Linked DNA regions of Mus musculus: all the other regions are linked to region 3. The links are chromatin contacts, called in public HiChIP or PLAC-seq and promoter capture Hi-C maps. All regions are on one chromosome and are shown on one strand. The core of a region is the stretch at or near the end of the contact, and the rest is flanking DNA. Distances in the headings are between cores, read along the strand shown. Region 1 has its middle 42 kb from the start of Hoxb1. Region 2 holds the start of Tbkbp1 (TBK1 binding protein 1). Region 3 holds the start of Snx11 (sorting nexin 11).

The links. Promoter capture Hi-C pulls out the DNA fragments that hold promoters and counts their contacts. HiChIP or PLAC-seq counts read pairs in DNA pulled down with a chosen protein or histone mark.
Region 1: an H3K27ac HiChIP or PLAC-seq map of embryonic fibroblasts shows a contact between it and region 3, with 5 times the contacts expected there. The contact joins the enhancer-like site here to the promoter of Snx11 in region 3. A contact is called at or near these places in 5 of 39 promoter capture datasets (the 3T3-L1 cell line, the SN4741 cell line, embryonic stem cells and 1 more), 3 of 115 datasets of contacts at active chromatin or transcription factors (embryonic basal ganglia, embryonic fibroblasts and embryonic stem cells) and 1 of 9 other capture datasets (liver).
Region 2: a promoter capture Hi-C map of hippocampal neurons shows a contact between it and region 3, with 4 times the contacts expected there. The contact joins the promoter of Tbkbp1 here to the promoter of Snx11 in region 3. A contact is called at or near these places in 3 of 39 promoter capture datasets (hippocampal neurons, liver and pre-B cells), 3 of 484 Hi-C or Micro-C datasets (embryonic stem cells and myocytes) and 1 of 9 other capture datasets (pancreatic islet).

Annotation. Positions count from the first base shown.
Region 1 is chr11:96,406,149-96,409,779 of GRCm38.p6, forward strand. No RefSeq gene overlaps it. Among named protein-coding and RNA genes, the nearest start is that of Hoxb1, 42 kb to the left of the region's middle. Within about 2 kb of position 1,768, at least 44 of the 459 cell types and tissues checked have an H3K27ac peak or open chromatin away from gene starts, as enhancers often do. A contact at or near this core is called in embryonic fibroblasts, where this site is marked.
Region 2 is chr11:97,147,598-97,151,398 of GRCm38.p6, forward strand. It overlaps Tbkbp1 (TBK1 binding protein 1), which reads right to left and starts at 2,478. Exons shown (of 10, transcript NM_001372531.1): 1 at 2,394-2,478; 2 at 1,765-2,018; 3 at 1,348-1,470; 4 at 1,032-1,136. The coding sequence starts at 1,989.
Region 3 is chr11:96,775,879-96,779,595 of GRCm38.p6, forward strand. It overlaps Snx11 (sorting nexin 11), which reads right to left and starts at 1,677. Exons shown (of 8, transcript NM_001163389.1): 1 at 1,577-1,677; 2 at 1,090-1,183.

The DNA of each region.
Region 1 (3,631 bases), core at 518-3,017, 370 kb before region 3:
ATATATATATATATGTATATGTTTGTGTGTATATGTGTGTCTGTGCATGTAGGTCAGAGGTCATACCGGGCATCCTCATCTGCTGTTCTCCACCTTTGTTTTTTGAGACTGGGTCTCTCACTTAATTTGGAGGCCATCAACTTGACTAGGCTGGTTGGGCAGGAAACCAGGAGACATCCTCCTGTCTTCACCCCCCCCCAGCCCCTCCAGTGCTGGGGTACAGATGCTGTTCGCGGTGTCTGGCTTTCTGTGGTGCTGAGATTCTGAACTCAAGTCCTCATGCTTGCCCTGTAGGCACTTTGTCCACTAAGCTATCTGGCCAGCCTGGACAAGCATTTAAAAACAAACTGCTTTGTTGGGGGTGTCCTTGACATACAAAAAGCTTTAGGCACTTAATGTATATACAGTTTGATGAGTCTGGAGCTAAGTATTCACCTGGGAGATCATAACTACAATCGACACCATAAACACAGCCACATCTCCAAAACACTATATGCCTTCTAGGGCACTACTTAGAGTAGATTGGCACCAGCGAGACTCTTCTAGAAAGTAGGCTGCCTTCTCTTCTGCATCCTAGACCACAGAATCCAGTTAGGTATCCCTCTGCTGGTTACAAACTCACAATCCTTTCCCTTAGGTTTTCCCAGGGCTGGGATAACAGACCTGAGTGGCCATACCTGGCATCGGCCCTCCCCGCCCTGACCCCCATTTTGAAGAAGAGAAACCGAAGACCAGAGTCAGAGCAAACACACATTCCCACTGTGAGAAGAGCTAAGATTTGAACGAAGGTCTCCTAATTCATAGTCAAACACTTAGAAACCACACCATTGCTCCTGAGGTCTATTCTGGACCCTTTAGCCACAGCTCGGATGGGAAACAGTCTGCCCGCAAAGGTGCCTGATCCAGAGTTCGCTATTCTGCTAGGGTAATGCCTCTGCATTCTGTCTGTCTTGCAAGCTTCAAGTCTAAGCCTCGTCTCACTTCTTGGACTGTTTCAGGCCTAGGTAGGAGAGATGGGTTGCCCTTTGATTCTTCGCTCTTTCAGATGGCTAAGGAGTTCCAAACTCCCTCTGAGAAGCGCTACCACAGAATATGCTTTCCAATGGGAAAAGACATGGGCTCTTCCACCCCAGCCCCAGGAGACACGCCGACAGGCATAGGAGGGGAAAGGACAGTTCCTTGTACTATAAATATTTCTCCAGCGTCTCCCGTAAATCTCCAGCTGTGTCAGTGAGGCAAGGGGAAGAGTTAGAGCCGATTAGAGACCATATTCTCCCAGAGGAGGGCAGGCCTGCCCGTCAACCCATCCCCAATGGGCCTAGGGACCACCTCGGGAGGAAGCTATTCCTGACAGCTTTCCAGGCAGCTCCTGGGCACTGATTCCGGGGCGCCGAGATCTTAGAGAAGGACAGACACTACGTTCCCCTTTACCCCCTGCCCTTTGTGGCGCGGACTCCTGGGTCGTCCAGACTATGCCCTCTTCCGAGGTGAATGGGGGGACCGGCAGGGCACAGAGGGAGAACTGAGACGTGACACAAGCAAACTGCCCGGGCCGGTGGGTGATTTATGAAGTGCTGAAAAGCATCTTCGAAGCTGTCATTTATCTTGCAGCTCTCAGCCTAAATAAACACAGAATCCGCCTAATTATAGTTACAGTAGAAACACAACACCGAACCACCTCGCCGTCACTGCCAGCTCCTCTCCTGCGTGGCTCCGCCACTGGCGTGGACCCCACATCAGCCCACAGCTGCACCCTAGCGGCCGCCGCCGCTGTGCGCCAAAAGCTCCAGGTTCCCAGCCACCGGCTTTGGCTCTGATTCTTGCCAGACTCTCCCCTTTCCTCGCCCCTGTCCCTTGCCAATTCCGTGCTATGTGGCTGCAGCAGGATGGAGGGACTCTAGGCCTGGATTCTCTTTCCCTGACCTCCTTGGAGTTTTCTTGGGTTGTGGGAACCTGGCCTGGCCCAGGGTCTTCTTCACGGACAAATAAACTCTCTCCTTGTGGTTGATCTGGAAAGAAGTTCCGGGTGTCACTTATGGTAGAGAAAAAGACACCCTTTCGTTGCTTGGTGATTTTGTGGAAGTCTCCTCCAGCTTTATGTTCGGTCCTCCCTTTCGCTAGTCTTGTTACTGGGTTTGAATTTGGAACTCCCCCCCCCCCTTTGGTGTATTGGAGGCCTCTTGCCTGGAGATTCACTTCTATGCTGTTCTTCAGAGCAAAGTGGTAAATGCTTAAAAAAGAACTTGGACAATGATGGTCTAGGGCGGTTCTGAATGAAATGTTTATCCACTTAGTCACATGCTCCAATTCAGTCCTTGTACTGGAGAGGCGGGGTGGGGGAGGGGAGATGGGGCAAGGACTCTGTGTGTGTGTGTGTGTGTGTGTGTGTGTGTGTGTGAGAGAGAGAGAGAGAGAGAGAGAGAGAGAGAGAGAGACAGTAAAAGAACCTACTAGTTTTTAATACCCAGAAAAAAACCCAGTCCCCTCAAACTCTGCAACCCCCCCCCCCCAAAAAAAAAACGCTTTCTGCAAAATGAGGATTCTAGAGCCCAAGGCTCTGCATCATCGGACAGCTCATGACGTCATCCTCAGAGTGTTAACTTACACATGTGGGCATATACATTACGCGGGGCGGATAACTCACTCCTAATTTACTGCTGTCTTCTTCTCCGTGTGGAGGATCTTGTTCCTGTCGACAAATTTGGGGATCTAATAACAAAGTAGCGGAAGGATTCATCAGGGCAGGTGTAATCTGAGCTGGCCCCTGGAGGATGTGGGCTGCAGAGACGGGTATAAATAATTATTACCACCCACAAGTTGAGTGGGAACACAGGGAAGGCCTTGAGGAAAGAGAAAGCAGGCCCCGGAGAGGAAGCACAACTCCTGGGAACTCTTGTAGTGTGGGACCCGGAACCCAGGCCTTTACCATGCCAGGGAAACCCTCTACAGTTAATTAAGCCCCACCCTGAAATCCATTTTAAATCCTTGTTTTGGTTACCCCCAAATGAGAAGGTTAGGACGAACTCCCCTCTCCTCTTTCAAGGAAACTACAGCAGTCAAAGCAATGGCCCCATCTGACTGTCCAGGGGTTTGAGCATCTTAACATGAGTTTTGACTTGACTTCCTCTTGGTCTGTGGGTCCTTCCCCTCTTGAAAGAGCAGAATTTCCCCTCCTCAAAAATCTAGACCATTCTCTTAAACCACTCTAAGAATGGCTGGGCTTTCCCTGGGTCCTCAGAGGAGTGTAAGAAAGGAGAGATCCATTTTTTTTTTTTTTTTACCAGTTACGCTACTGCTTATCCATTAAAGTAAGATAAAAATACCTGTTCCCTGCCCAGTTCCCAGAACACCAATTCAAATGAATGAGGATGTAAAAGCTCACGGAAAGAAAATCTCTCCCCAGGTAGTTCCAGATGAAAGAACAGCTCCTTAGCACTTCCAGTGAGTTAGACAATGAGGGCTCTCCTTAGAGCTGGCTGGAGTAATCTCTGCATTTTTTTAAAAATTCCTTTTAAGTAAGAAGGAGGCCTCACTGCTCAGTATGGTTGAGTGACTTTCCTGAAGACACACAGTAAATCACTCTCGAAGATTTGATTCTTTGTCTAATCACCAATAAGTTCTAAGAATATCT
Region 2 (3,801 bases), core at 1,228-3,727, 370 kb after region 3:
GCCCTGTGGTCTCCCAAACCCAAGAGTCCCCCAGGCTGGGCAGTCATCACTCTCCAGACTGGAGCACAGACAGCTGGAGTGTCCTACACTCACACGACAAGTGGTCACAGGTATGAAGGCTCCTCTCACAGCTCCTGCAATGCAGATGTTTCTGGCTACTGGTGCCGGCAAGGTCAGAGCCAAACCTCCTCTGGGTCTTATCACACAGAGACATTTATGCCAACACTGGGCTCCAGGTCCAGTCACCCCAAACCCTCAGGGATGTGACTTGCATTTGCATACAGGACTTAAGCACTTCTAAGCTTTGTCTACCTCCTGTATAAAATGGGGATAGCAGTACCACGCCTACCTCTTTGATTGTTGTGAGAGCTAAAATGAGTAAATGTGTGTAGAGGGATATGAACAGTGCCTGGCACGCTGCGACTACCAAGCAAACGTTCCTGACTATAAAAGGAAAACCGTTTTACACAAATGTCCCGTTGCCGTCACAGCAGCTTAGTGAGATGGCTTACCGTTTTTCTCTGCTTTTCAGATGAGGGGTGAGAGCTAAATAACTTGATCAAGGTCACAGCACAGGAGTTGGCAGAGACCTTATCTCCTGATACTGCCACCTGCCCACACACAAACGGCCACATGGCAACTCTCATCACGCTTGTGCTGGGACTATGGAGAGCTCTGGCACCTCTCTTGTCACTTATACCCTCTCCCAGACACTATACTATACTATAGGTACAGGGTTGATGCAGTGTGAGAGCCAAATACACACACACACACACACACACACACACACACACAGCATCCTAGCCCAAGGTACAGAGTCACCCATGACCCGGATGATACTGTCTCATTCACACGGCAAAGCAGGCATTCACAGACAGGGACGAGTGGATACAGGGAGTGTGCACGCAGCAGAGTGTGTGTGACACACAGGCAGCACACACTCATCGGGTTGGAATGCACGTAGAGAATCACATCACGTCAGATACCTCACACACACACACACACACACACACCCGCTCTCTGGGCCTCACCATCTCCCCCAGCTCTGTCTCCAAGTCGCTTTTCTCCACGCACAGTTTCTCGTAAGCCTGGATCATCTCCCCGAGCTGCTCCTCCTGCTCCTTACTCTTCTGCAACTGGGTAGGCCCGGAGAGGTGTGCCAGGGTCAGGACCAGCCTTGACAGGGAGCAGAGGGGGCTCCCAACCTCCCCAACCCTATTCCCAATAGAAACAGGAAGCGCTGAAGCTGATTTAGGGAAGGCGGGGGCAGGGCGGGGTTGAGGGCAAAGTGAGGGAAGCAGGAGGCTAAGGGAGTGGGGTTGGCTGGGAAGCGAAGCAAGGGCTTACCTCGTGTTGGAATTGGTTGAGTCGTTGCTGCAGACTGACCTTCTCCACCTCCAGCAGGGAGCCATCCTTGAGTTCATACAGAGGGAAGCCATGCTCCTCTCCAAAATCAGTGATCAGCGGATACTGTGGGAGGGTCGTCCTCTGAGAAGCCTGGCTTCCCATCCCAGGACCGCTCTGTCCCCCAACCCCACTGCCAGCTTCACAGGCGCCTCTCCCCGCCCCCTCCAATGGGACCCACCACTCCAAAGCTGGGCTCCTCCTCCACCCCTGAGATTGGCTGCAGGAGCAGAGCTCCTCATCCCCAAGGCAGCCACTTCTTCAGGGACCAGGCAGCCTCCAGTGCTGGCCACCTCTTGGGACCCTCCTGCCCTTGCAGGCAACTACAAGCTCAGCTCGCCATCACATCTAGGTTCTGACCTTGATCTCATAGACTTTGAGGCGACGGCGGAGGGTGGCATTCTCCCTCTCCAGGCCTCCTAGCCTTTCCTTGATGTCTCCGTAGGCTGTGATGAGGGCAAAGTGGGAGGCAGAACACATGTCCCCTCCCAGGGACGGGTCTCCAGGACCATCCAGCCACACCTCACTGGGCCCCAAGGCCTCTTGGGTCAGGATGCTGATGTCATCTTCAAACATGGACTCCATGGTAAGGGCTTCAGCCCACCCTGGGCCTCCTGAGAGTGCAGGAACAGAGTAAAGAGGACCACCTGCTCTTTGTTCCCAACTCTTCCATGCTGGTCTGAGGAACCTGTGGTAGCTGGGGAGCTTCAGCCAAGAGACAGATCTCACAACTAACTCTCTCTCTCTCTTCTCTCTCAAGTTTCTGCCCTATCCCCTGCTGTGACTGCTTATAGAAGGAAATGGAACCAGATAGACGTCATGAGTGGAGTGGGGGACAACTGATAAACAGGACCAAGGATCAGGGGCAGGGAGGAGAGACCTGTGGACAGATGGGAGGGAGGGCTGCTGTCCCAGCATTGGCACAGCCCAGAACCTGCCTAGACTACTCGGCTTGGTCTCCTCCCCAGACCTCCCTTTTCCCCAAGTACCTCGACAGCCGCCAAGATTCCCATCCCAGGCCTCTGTCGCCTGCTCCTAAGGAAGGCTAGTCCCGCTAGGCAGCCTGGCCTCTGTGGCCCCCGCCCAACTTCCTCCCGCAGGATCCCAGAGTTCAGGAAAAGGAAGTGCCTCCCCAAGTGCGCCGGGGCTGTGGCAACCGTCCAGGCGCAGACCTACAGGAAGTCCTTGGCTGAGTGTCAGAGGCAGCAAACTGGGCAAGGGGGCCTAGGAGAACCGAGACCATTAAGGGAGACTCCAGCTTGTCCTATTGTGCCTGCACTCAGGGAAATGGGGAGCCCTGGGAGGGGGGCAGGAATGACTCAGGGCTCCCAAAACGAGTAGGCAGCGAGGGGGTGCGTGTGTACATCTCCGGGCCCTTGTTTATGAATGTGTGGCTGTGGCTGCCATGTGGGGGGGAGTGTGTGTCTGTGAATGAGTGTAGGTGTGCCGCCGTCAATGAGTGCTTTTGCGGGGCGGAGGACCGGGGTCAGCGCGGAGTTCGGGAGTGACCAGAGGTTGTGTATGTGTGTGTGTGTACGTGTGTGTGCGCGCGCGCGCGTGTGAGCACGCGTGCGTGAGCGTGTGGGTAGGGTGGGCACGTTCGGGCCGAGTGTCACGTGAGGCACTATGGGAATGTCCGAGGTGTGTGCGCGCGCTGGAGCGTGTGTGCGCTCCGGCGAGGGGGCTCGGTCCGAAGGCGCGAGTTCCGACAGTGCAGGCCTCGGGTCCCCCATCCCCCAGCCTCGGCTAAGTGCCGGAGCGACAGACGCGTGTGACAGGTCTGAGTAAGGAGCGTGTGCGCGTGTTTGAAGGGCTGGCCCCACCTTTAACCCTCTCTTGCCCACGCCACCCCTCCCCCTACTCTGCCGACCAGAGCTCACTACACACCCCACCCCCATCCCTGCCCACGATCTCCGGCCATCACCCCCACTCTCGAGGACTCCGTGTCCCCACACACCCCGGCCGTGCGACCCGAGCTGCCTTCCTCCGCATCCTGGGGCCGCGCGCCGAGCGCCCGCGCAGGCTACTGGGGAGGGGGCGCCCGTCCCCGCCTGGCCCCTCCGGCGGCCCCTTTAAGAGCGGCTCTTTAAACCCCCTCGGGCTCGGCGGACAGAAACTGTCGCCCCTCCCCTCTGTGGGGCCGAGACCGCGCAGCCCCCTCCCCCACCGCGGCCGGGCTCCGGGCGGGCTACTGAGCGGCAGCCGCCCCGCAGGCCGGAGGCTGCGGGCAGCGGCGCAGGACCCTTCCCCACTCTGCTCCCGGGCGCAGCGCCCGCCCACCCGCGCCCGGGCCCCGGCCTCCCGCGCCCCAAGCCGCCCCGGCCCGCCGCGCCCCTCCCCCTCCCCCAGCCCGGGCCCCGGCCCGCACTCACGGCTGCCGCGGGCTCCTGCTCGCAG
Region 3 (3,717 bases), core at 427-2,926:
CTGAAAGGCAGGAAATCTCAATTCCCCAATAACCCAGTCCGACAGTCCAGACGGGTACAGACAAAGATCTGTGACCAAAACCAACAGGCTTTCTGTGAATATTAATTAGCCTGCTGGGATTTCCCCCTCTCTTCTCCTCTTAGGCGCTTGCTAAACTGCCAACGGAAGAACAGAAAGTTAAATATTCTTAAGTGGTTTTGTTGTTGTTGTTGTTGTTTGGTTTGGTTTGTGTTTGTAGTACAACAGAAAAGATGACAAGAAAGAAAGGCATCTATCCACTTAGGGGAGATCACACCACTCTGCCTGGAAAAGTCTGTGAAACTCAAGACTCTAGTTCAGTAACTGTTCATCAGACGTTTGGTATAAAGAGTTTGCTAGGGGCCTGCAGCACCCCCATGTGGAAGTTTTTCTCCTTTGTTTTGGAGCTAATGTCATAGAGAAACAAATAAACTGTCTTTTAAGACATTCCAAGTCTCCTGGGTCTCTGTAGGCTCAAGGCTAAGCGTAAAAGGCACTAAGAAGGTTCTGGTGGTCAATTTCCCCTAAGACACTGAGACTGCAAAAAGCAGACTCCGTTTCCAACAACCACTGCTCTTCATCACTGTCCTTCCCAACGACACCACTCTCAGTCGTTATTCCTGGAGAAACAGCAAGTTCTTAACTTCACCTCCATGACCCGTCCAAAGAGGTGGATCTGTGCATCCATTAAGGAAGGGCAGAGTCAAGTAACCTCGAAAGGTGAGGAAACTTACTCCATGCTAACTACATTCCCGGGGCCTTTTCCATCCCATCTGAAGCGCTCACTGCTTCCCTCGGCAGTACCAGCACCCATAGTCCCGGGAAAGAGCCAAGGGGTTTGGTGTGTACAAAGTTTGACGCATTGTAAAGCTCACAGCTGCTAATTCAGGGGAGCAATTCAAAGCTTTCTCATTTTCTCCGCCTCTTAAAACTACTTCAAGGGACACGTAAAAAACACATCAGGCTGTAAAAAAGATTGCACCAAGGAGTCTCCCGCCCCTCCTTACTCGTTCTTGAGCCTTTGGTGTCAACAGACAGCAATTCTAAAACCTCGCCTTCCTAAATACCCACAGGTGTTCGAGGAAGCTCTTCCGCCTGACAGAAAACCTGTCCCGTCCATCAAGCAGCTGTTCTCATTTTTCAGTCGGTAACCCACTCCTTTCACCTGCAAGTAACAAAGGAAGAGCATAGTTTCCAGTATCTGCGAAAAATATCTGCCATTCCCTTCCACTGCCGGCCACTTGGGTAGACATCCCTAATTCTGACTCCGGCCACTCCTTTCCATTCTTTAGCAAACTCAGATGGAAACCAGCCCAACGGTCCTTCTCTTTTCCCGGCTAAATCGGGACGGAAAGACGATTTTCAAGGTATATTGAAAAGCCAGGCTTCCTTTCTTCTTGGGTCCCAGCAAGCCCTCACTTTCATACCAGGCAGTAAGGCAGCCCCCTCCCTAGTGTGTCAACCGAGGCCATCACTCAAATGCCACCACCACGGCTCAAGCCAGCATCCCATTCCCAAGCAGCACCTACGAGCCGCGGCCACGCCCACGCCCCCTCACCTGAGAGCAGCAGCAGCAGCTCTCCACAGCGACACCACCAGCACCGCACCATATAGTCCGATACCGGCTTCTCCTTCCGGGTGAGTCGCCGGTGCCCCGGTGCACGACGGGAGGCGGCTCCCGACGGGCCAATCCTGAGTGTCCCGGACGCCCCACCCCTGAAGACCAGGGCTCTCAGTGGCGATCGCTGGTCAGAGGAGGCTCTCCATCCCGCCCAGGCCTAAGCTGAAATCCGCATCTTTCCGGAAATCGCTAGGGGGCGCGGGAGGCGGAGCGCAAAGACCGAGACCCCGCAAAGTCCACTCCGGTGCCGTGTCCCGCCCACCGCCATTAGGCGGGCCAATCAGCGCTCAGGGAACGTGTTTGAAGGCCGACGAAAGCATCTTAGGAGCCTAAACGTCTTCAGGGTGTTAAAGAGCAGTAAGTGTGGGAGGTTTCTCGCGTTCCTGAAGCCTTACTAAGATCTAAGATCTCGAAAGTCTGGGTTTGAACCTCAGAGGTTGCAGTTCCCCATCTAAACTGTCAAGGGCACTGCCAGTTTGATTTGGAAAACCCACAGATTATCCCAACAGCAGACGAGAAAGTTGACAACAGTTGTCAAGCCCAAAGAAGGATCATACAGTTAGTAAGCAAGAAAAAGCCGGTGAAAATGCTTACTATAGAAATATCTAAAGTCCGGGCTGGAGAGACGGCTCAGGGGGTAAGAGCACCCGACTGCTCTTCGGAAGGTCCTGAGTTCAAATCCCAGCAACCACGTGGTGGCTCACAACCATCTGTAATGAGATCTGATGCCCTGTTCTGGAGTGTCTGAGGACAGCTACAGTGTACTTACATGTAATAAATAAATACATCTTTTTTAAAAAGACAAAAAAAAATATCTTAAAGTCCTCTTAAGCCAATGGAAGTGGCTCACGCCCAGAATCCTAACACTTGGCCATTAAAGACATATAGTGAGCTCTAGGATACGGAGTAAGGCTGTTGGAAAACACAAACGAAAAGCCTCCTTGATCTGTTAAAAAGTTAATTTTAGGGCTGGTGAGATGGCTCAGTTGGTAAGAGCACCCGACTGCTCTTCCAAAGGTCTGAAGTTCAAATCCCAGCAACCACATGGTGGCTCACAACCATCTGTAATGAGATCTGACTCCCTCTTCTGGAGTGTTTGAAGACAGCTACAGTGTACTTACATATAATAAAAATAAATAAGTCTTTAAAAAAAAAGTTAATTTTACCTCTGTAACCCCAGCACTTGGAAGTAGAGGCAGGAACTGAAGGCCAACGCCAACTATATAGTGAGTTTCAGGCTAGCTTGGGCTACCTAAGACCCTGCCTCAAAAACAGCAAGACAGGAGTTGGCAAAATGGCTTCAGAAGATGAGTTCAGGACCCCCAAATTCACACAGTTCACACATTCCTGCAACTCCCACTTCAATGGATCCGAGGCATACACACATCAAAAATAAATATTTTTATTTTTTGTAGCTGTTTTGCCTATAAATAGGTTGTGTACCATGTGTCTACCTGAAACCCTACGAGGCCAGATGAGGGCCTTAGATCTCCTGGCACTGGAGTTAGAAGTAGTTGGAACCATTGTGTGGGTGTTGGGAACTGAACCCTGCACCTATACAAGAACAGAAAGTACTCTCAACCTCAAAGTCATTTCTCTAATCCTAACTCCCCTTAAAAACAGATGGGCTCTTATAAAAGTGTGGGTCAGATGAAAACCCAGTACTACACTGACTTGAACTGCTCCTAAATGTTTGTAGAGCCAGTGCAAAACACAATGGTAGTTACCAATCCAGGTGGATATTATTTATGTAATTCAAAACAGAATTTCTCAGGCCTTTGGTCTCAGGATCCTTTTACACAAACTTTTAAAATCATAGGGACATTTAATAGCTTTTGCTAATGTAGAAATCACTGACTTAGAAATAAAAATTGAGAGATTGAGGCAGGAGAGCCAGCACATCAGGTAAGAGCACTTGTTCTTGCAGGGGACCTGGGTTCAGTTCCCAGAACCCACATGATGGCACTCATCCAGCATTCTGACACCCTTATGGGCCCTACACTCATGAGGGGCACTTAACATACAACAAGACACTCATAGGCATAAAACTAGACACTACAGAGAAGCAAATAGATACA